2 separate regions of the Sus scrofa genome follow, and region 2 is linked to region 1. The links are chromatin contacts, called in public Hi-C maps. All regions are on one chromosome and are shown on one strand. The core of a region is the stretch at or near the end of the contact, and the rest is flanking DNA. Distances in the headings are between cores, read along the strand shown. Region 1 overlaps RXRA (retinoic acid receptor RXR-alpha). Region 2 overlaps RXRA (retinoic acid receptor RXR-alpha).

Region 1 (3,719 bases), core at 774-3,273:
CTGCCAGCATTCCCGAGGCTGCTGCCACCGCCTCGCCGAGACCCCAGCCCGGGCCCGGGCCTGCCCTGCCCCAGAATGGCCTGTCTCTGGCAGGGCTGAGCAGCCCTGCCCTGGCCTGCTGACAGCAAGCCTGGGGGCGGCCCTGCTCTCCTGAAACAGCACCCAAACAGAAGCCTGGAAAGCCAGATTCCTGGAGAATTCTCTGGAACCAGATCTTGTTGGCTCCAGCACACAACACGCCCAGGGCTCCCTCAGACCCACTGCAAGTCCAGACCCACTGCAGGCCCTCTGGACCAGCCCGGCCTCAGGTCTTGCTCTCCCCACACGAACCCCAAACTCCCCTCACACTGCCTTTGCATTTGCTGTTTCCCCTCCATTCCCCTGCCACCGCCTCCAGGAAGCCCGCCCGCAAGCTCCAGCCCAGCCCAGGTGGAGAGAGGTCCTTTTACCCTGGACTGCAGCTACCCGCGCCTACCTCCTGCCTGAAAGTGGCCGCTGACCACCCGGCCGGCCTCCTGCCTAGCTCACGGCTCCTTGGACCAGGACACTCACCTGGCGAGGGTACCGGCCTGGCCCGCGCAGCACTTGGCGGCTTTGGCTCTGACACGGGAAAGGAGTTACACTTGGCTCCTTCCTCGGTGGGGGCTGTGCCCAGAAGGGACACAGAGCCTCCCACGGGGACCCCCTCTGAAGGACACAACGCTCAGGTGGACAGGGGACCAGGGTTTGTCCACGAAAACAGATGGAGGGGCGGGGGGTTGCATCTCACTCCCCCCACGCCCCGGAGCGCCAGAAGGATCCCAGGCCACACACGACGGTCCTCCCGCCCGGCTCTCTGCATCCCTGGGCCCCACGGACCACCACGGGGGCCCAGGCCTCCTTCTCCGCCATCTCTTCTCGCTGCTGACCGTGGGTCTGCCAGGAACTGCCCCCGCAGCCCATCCTGTGATGAGACAGGCCACAGGTTGCGGGGCACACCTGAGAATCCGATGGAGAAGCCGTGATTTACACCCCTTTTTCTTTTTCATCCACACCCCGGCCCCACAGAGGTTCCCAGGCCAGGGTTCAAACCTGAGCCACAGCAGGGACAACGCCAGATCCTGAACCCACCGTGCCGCCAGGGAGCTCCGACGCCCCCTTTGTAACGACATGGGCTCTGACCCGAGGGTGATCCTTCCTGCTTGCCTCTGGCACAGCTGTGTTCTGGAAGGTTCCGGTTAACAGAAATCCCTCCCTAGAACCTGCTCAGGCCTCAGGCGCCTGGTGGGCATGGGGTCCCCGGGGCCCCAGAAGCTCCCACGCTCCCCTCCACCTGCTGCCGGGCCTGCCACGCGGCCCTCTGCCCTCACGGGACACGACCCCAGCAGACACACGAGCTCTCCCAACCCCACGCCAGGGGCCGAGGAGGAACCTGCTCGCCGGCTGCACGACGGGGGCCGAAGGAGACCCCTGCCCCCGGGGGAGCGGGTGGAAGGGCGCACGCGCCGCTCCCGCAGCGGGGAAGGCCCTCCCCCCGGGCGGGACCCAAACCCGTCCAACTGCCCCAGACTCAGCGCCGAGGCGACTATCAGTTCATCGCGTTTCTCAACCCGCCGAGCTGCTCGCCGTTGCGTCAGGCCTTGCGGACGCAGATAAGCCGGCGGGCGCGGGCTGGGTGGGTTGGGGTGGGTTCTCGCTTTGCTTTGCTTTGTTTAGTTTCCGCCCTCCCGGTGCCTTCCCCGCCCCCAGCCCTGCTGGGCCCCCCACCCCAGGCTGCCAAGGGGCGTGCCCAGGGCAGGGCCTGAGCTCCCAGGTCCGGGGCCACCTGCAGGGATGCTGGGCTGGGAGGGAGGCGGGTGAGGGGGCCCCAGGGAGACACCCCCCCTCATAGGGTGGGGGCTGAGCAGGCCCCAGGCAAGGGGGGGGGACCCTTCCCAACTGCTGTGGCCGCGCACGGCAGGCCGGTGATGAGAAAGGCCACCCTCCCCCGTCCGAAGCCCGGAGCCACTGAACCGGATTGTCCCCGTGTCATCAAGCAGGGCACAGGGACAACGGGGCCTTCACTTGGGGGTGGGGCCCCAGCCTCCTCTGTGCAAAGCCCTCTCAGCCACACGGGGTCGGGGGCGGGGGGCTGGGAAGCTGTGCGTTTCTGTGCAAAGCAGCTGCTGGCCGAGCCCCCCCCCCCGCCCCCACATCTGCAGGGCCGTGTGGCCAGCGTGCCGTGAGGACTCTGGAGTCTGCGAGCCCACCGCCCGCCGGAGCTCTTTTCTCACGTCCAACACAGGGCTGGGCCCCGGGACCCCAGACCCACGGCCACGCGCTCACAGGGACCCGCAAGGGGCAGTCTATCCTTCCTGACCCAGGGACGTGGAAACCAAGGTTCAGGGCGGTTACGGAGCGCGCCCTCCCGCCGCTGCTCCCCAGCGAGGGCGGCCCACTAACGCCTCACCCTGCACCCCCCAGGGAGCAGCCCTCTCAGCCACACGCGGTGGGGGGCGCTGGGAAGTCGGACGACAGTCGGGCAGCTTCCCCAGGAGGCCCCCGCCCGCCAGGGGTAGCAGGGAAGGGACAAAGACCAGCAGGCCTCACGCTTTCCCAGAGCCCTGGCTCCTCTGGTGGGCCTGGCTCCGCTCCCCGCGGGCATACCCTGCCTCTCCCCAGGGGGCACCAAGGTCCAGGGCCATCCCAGACTCGTCCCCCCAAACCTGGCTGTGCCCACTCCCAGCCAAGGGCTTATCTGACACCTGGGCGCAGCCTCCTCACAGCCTCTGCTCCCCTGGGATCAGGCTGCCACGACACTTTCCAAAAAACACAGACTCCAGGGCAGGGCAGAGCAGGGGCCCGGGGCAGCATTCCCCAAAGAGCTGCAGGTTGCACAACCGGCCAGGTCCCTACCTGCCTCTGCAGTGTTGCAAGGACCTGCCACCCTTCGGGCCACTGAGTCCTGAAGGTGGAGTCCTGGGGGTGGGGGGCAGGGGGCGCCAGGACCCGACCTCTGGGCCCCGGGCCCCGACCACAGATGATGCTGCGAAACCTCTCTGAGGACGGCCACCGTCCCACCCGTCCTCCTGGGCTCTGCAGCCCCCTAACCGTGGGCCTGTGCTTCTCCCGTAATTCACCGAGAGGCAAAGCCCAAGCCAGAGAAGAGGGACCCAAAGCGACAAGCAGTGATTCCCGCGGCTGGTGGAGCTGGGGGACCGTTCAGCTTCCCAGCCCCCAAGGGCAGATCAGGAAACAGACTGGGGAGTGGGAGGCGTGGGCCCCATGTCTCCTGACCCACGAGGGTCCAGCTGGTTTTCACCGTCAGCCATTCGGTTAATAGGCCTCCCTGCCCCCTATCAGCCGAGCCAGTTGGGGAGCTCAGCTGCCCAGCCTGCAGGCACCCACAGCACAGAGCCTGGGCCTGCGCCCGCCCTCCCCCAGGTGAACATGGAGCCCAGAGGAGAAAGAGCCAGGGAGCCAGGCACAGAGGGGGCTCGGAGACAGAGAGCTGGCTCCCGCCTGCAGAAGTGGGGTGGCCAGCCCCCGCCCACCCTGAGCCCCAAAGGCCAACCTGGGCAGAGGACAGAGAACGCACGCCTTCCTGGCATCACGGATCCAGAGCACATCTAGAACAGAGAGCCTGCACGCACAGCGTCCCGAGAGCCTGGGACCCAGTCTCTGGGGGTCCCTCTAACAATAGGGCAGGCTCCCCACGTCCCATGGAGACTCCCAGTGGCCTCCGAGTCCCTCTGTCCCAC
Region 2 (3,542 bases), core at 941-3,440, 61 kb before region 1:
CCTGGGGACGCGGCCTCGGGGAGAGCGGGCACAAGCCCTGCCCTCACCCCAGCTCCGGGTCTCTGGTGGGGGCAGGGGGAAGACGGGCTTGACAGAGCTCCCCCTGAGGGGCTGGGAAGATGCAACCCCCGCCCCCCGCCCAGGTCAGGCCCCCACTACTGGCGAAGGCTGGGTTCACGGGGTTAGAGGCCCTAAAGGCAAAGCAGTGAGACCTGGGGGGGGGCGTTACAGAGCGAAGGGCCCAGGGCTGGAGGGGGGCCCTCGGCCAGAGCAGGTGTTGCTGGAGCTCCCACTCGGGGCTCCGTCACCCAGACCGGACGCCAAGGGGCATCCAGCTGAGGATGCTGGCACTCAAGGGCCCTGATCCGAAGAGCCCGCCAGGGGTCTGTGCCCCAGAGAGCTCTGGACCGAGGCCTCCCCACCCCCCAAGCCCCGGCTGTGCCCACACGTCCCTCCAGCTCTCCATCCTTGGACACGGCTGCCCAAGGACCAACCCTCCTCCCTCCATCCCCGTGGGCCTGCTGGGGGGTGACCTCTGGCCTTGAGAGGTCAGCAGAGCCCGAGTCGGCCTAGCCCCCCCCAGGGGTTCCAGGAAGGGCAGACAGCAGGCCAGCCCTCCAGGCCCAGGGGCCGGCCGTGGAAGATCGGGGGCACCCTGGGGTGTGCGGGCCCACGTTGGGCAAGAAGCTGAAACCACGACAACGCAAAGGGAAAGCGGAGGTGGGGGTGGGCGACCCCCGTCTCTGCAGCCTTGAGGTGGCCCCAGCCCTGCGCAGAGGTCGGCTCCTGTTCTGATTGGCTCGGGGGTGAAGCGGAAAGTCATCTTTGGAAAAGGGGGTGGCTCCTCACCCTTGGCTCTGAGGGAAGGCGAGGCCACCCGCCCCCGAGCCCCTCTCCTCTCCCTGGGGGCCAGGAGGGGCCTTCCTCCATGAAACGCCCGCCCCCCCACCCCACCCGTCCCCTCCTCCTGCTGGTGGGTGGGCCCGGGCTGGCGGGCCGCGAAGGCAGGGCACCCCACACAGAGGACCTCGCACGGGAGACTTCCCAAACCAGCGACAACCGTGACCGAACGAAGCTGCCCTCTGACGGGGGGGCAGCTCCAGGGCCAGGGGCCCAAGACCCGTGAGTCCCCCGGGCGTCCCCCGGGGAGAGCCTGGCGGGCCTGGCCGGGGCTCCCGCCGGCTCCTGCCACTCCAGCGGCCGCCCCAGGAAAGCCGCTGCCCGGTCCAGACGAGCAGAATGGAAGGTAACAGGGTGGCAGCACATCTCAGGCTTAGCAGGGACGGGCCACTCCCGGAGTCCAAACAGCCAGGCGAGCGGGGGCAGACGAGCTGGCTGAGAAGAGCGGCCGGCGGCCAGGCGGAGGGCGGCCCGCGGGCCTAGGTCATTTGGTGGGGGGCCTCCAGCATCTCCATGAGGAAGGTGTCGATGGGCGTGTCCCCGATGAGCTTGAAGAAGAAGAGGTGTTCCAGGCACTTGAGGCCGATGGAGCGCAGAGCCGGCAGGCGCAGCAGCAGCTTGGCGAACCTGCGGGAGCCGAGCCGCGTGAGGGGCCCGGGCCACGGCCCCCCGCCCAGCCCCGGGCGCTGCCGCCGCTGGGCTGGGGGCCGCCTGAGCGGAGCCTCGGAGGCAGGACGGCTCTGGGCAGAGAAGGCGGCAGGCGGCCCGGCGGCCGGGAGCGCAGAGGGGGGTGCAGACCTGGAAAGAAGCCCTTCGGGGCGGAGATCCCGGAGGAAGGGCCAGGGGGAGACGGCGGCTGGACGGGGCCGGGCTGGACAGGGCTTTGGGCAACGTCAAAACACGTGGGCTTCCTCCCAGGGCCGCAGGGAGCCGCGGCAGGGTTTTAAGCAGGAGGGAGAACCACAAGGGCTGCTCTGAGTCGCAGCCCTGCCGCTGGCCGAGGGAGGCCTGCGGGGGAAGCAGCCCTGGAGCCTGAGCGACAGGCCCTTCTCAGAAAGGACCAGCTCCAGGGCGCCCCCACCAGCCCTCACCTTCGGGGGGCTCTGCTGGCTGCCAGGAGGGCAGGTGGGAGGGAAGCCTCTGCAGGCCGGGCCCTCCCCCGGGGCAGTTTCGGGGGAGGACACTGATGGGGGAGCCTCTGGGGGGCTCTTGGAGGAGGAAAGCCAGGCTCAGTGGCTCTGCCGCCAAGGACAGGGCCGTGTGGGGACGGGGCCAGAGGTCCCTCCAGGAACACCCACGTCTGCCCCTCCTCGTCCCCAGCCCGCGTGCTGCCAGCTCTCTCCGCACGACCCTCCGGGGACCCCCGGGGCCTCATTAATTATTAACAATGTCTGTATTTCAGGGGGACAGCCCCGTGCTTGGCTGCAACACAACCCGTGTTTTAAAGGCAAAAGCGCGGCTTAGAGGCTGGAGCAGGGCCAGGGAACGAGCCGTTTTCTGCTGAGCTGGCGAGATGGGCTGGGGCCGGAGGCCAGGAAAAACAGACGGGCCTGCTGCCCCTCCCCCTCCCCTCCCCCTCCTCCTCCGGGAAGTCTCACTTTAAACCAAACCAGATGAGGCCGAGCAGGGCGGGTAACCCTGTGCGCGCCGGTCGGTGGGGTGGGAAGGGGGAGAGGGAGGCCTGGGGCTGGGGGGGACCCCCACCCGCTCCCAGGAGACCCCCTTTGGGAGGAAGCGGGTCCGATCAGGACAGGAGACCTGAAAGGCCGCGAAGCCACCGACCTCCCCCTCACCCAGACACCCGCTGTGCGCCTGGCACTGTGGACCCAGAAAAGAGACAATTCCAGCCCTTCCAGGGCCTGCAGTTGGCAGAGGGAGTCAAGCTCTGCACCCAGGCCACGCCTCGGCCATCTACTCTGCACCTGTCTACAAAGCACCTACTGTGTGCTGGCACTGTCCCTGCTAGAGACGAGCAACCAGGGCCCCGCCTCTTTGGGCAGGGACACGTTACCTACTATGTGCCGGCACAGGGCCCATCCTTTCGGTGGGGCTGCAGGGAAGTGTGAGAGTGTGTGCGTGGGGCCAGGAGCAAGGCCCTGGACAGACGAGGGGCAACGCCTTCTAACCCACCCGCATGTCTGAGGGCTGGGGGTGGCCCTGCCTGGGCAGGGGCCTGGAGGGAGACCCTGAGGTCGGTCCGGGGCTCACCTTCCGGGCTGCTCGGGGTACTTGTGTTTGCAGTACGCCTCCAGGGACGCGTAGACCTTCTCGCGAAGGGCCTCCACCTCGGCCGGGTTCGAGAGTCCCTTGGAGTCTGCGAGGGAGCAGGGACCGCAGGTCAGAGCCCCCTGGGAAGCTGCCCCAGGAACCCACAGACCCACTGGGACGAGGCTGCCCTGCACGGGAGGCCCACCCTGCCGCTCGCTGGCCACCTGACCTTGGCCCAGTCCCTGAGCTCCTGTCCTTCAGCTCCCCCCTCTGAAAAGGGGGCTGACCTGCCCTGCCAGCTCCTGGCCATCACAGCAATCGGGTCAACTCTCAAGCTTCTGCAGCCCTGGGTCTGAGGCCCTCAGACCCGAAAGAAGGGTTCACAGTCTCTTCCTGAAGCAGCCAGGCCCCTCCCGGGTCAGGGGTGGGGGCAG

The links. A called contact is a pair of places that touch in the nucleus more often than the background predicts.
Region 2: a contact with region 1 is called in a Hi-C map of liver, with 2.0 times the contacts expected there. The contact joins two enhancer-like sites. A contact is called at or near these places in 1 of 5 promoter capture datasets (liver), 3 of 47 Hi-C or Micro-C datasets (epiblast stem cells and liver) and 1 of 2 datasets of contacts at active chromatin or transcription factors (skeletal muscle).

The regions. Positions count from the first base shown.
Region 1 is chr1:273,731,100-273,734,818 of Sscrofa11.1, reverse strand. The region is part of intron 1 of RXRA (retinoic acid receptor RXR-alpha); the gene reads right to left. Among named protein-coding and RNA genes, the nearest start is that of RXRA, 34 kb to the right of the region's middle. Within about 2 kb of position 2,023, at least 7 of the 83 cell types and tissues checked have an H3K27ac peak or open chromatin away from gene starts, as enhancers often do. A contact at or near this core is called in liver, where this site is marked.
Region 2 is chr1:273,792,024-273,795,565 of Sscrofa11.1, reverse strand. It overlaps RXRA (retinoic acid receptor RXR-alpha), which reads right to left. Exons shown (of 10, transcript XM_021071603.1): 9 at 3,109-3,214; 10 at 1-1,527. The coding sequence ends at 1,380. Among named protein-coding and RNA genes, the nearest start is that of RXRA, 95 kb to the right of the region's middle. Within about 2 kb of position 2,190, at least 38 of the 83 cell types and tissues checked have an H3K27ac peak or open chromatin away from gene starts, as enhancers often do. A contact at or near this core is called in liver, where this site is marked.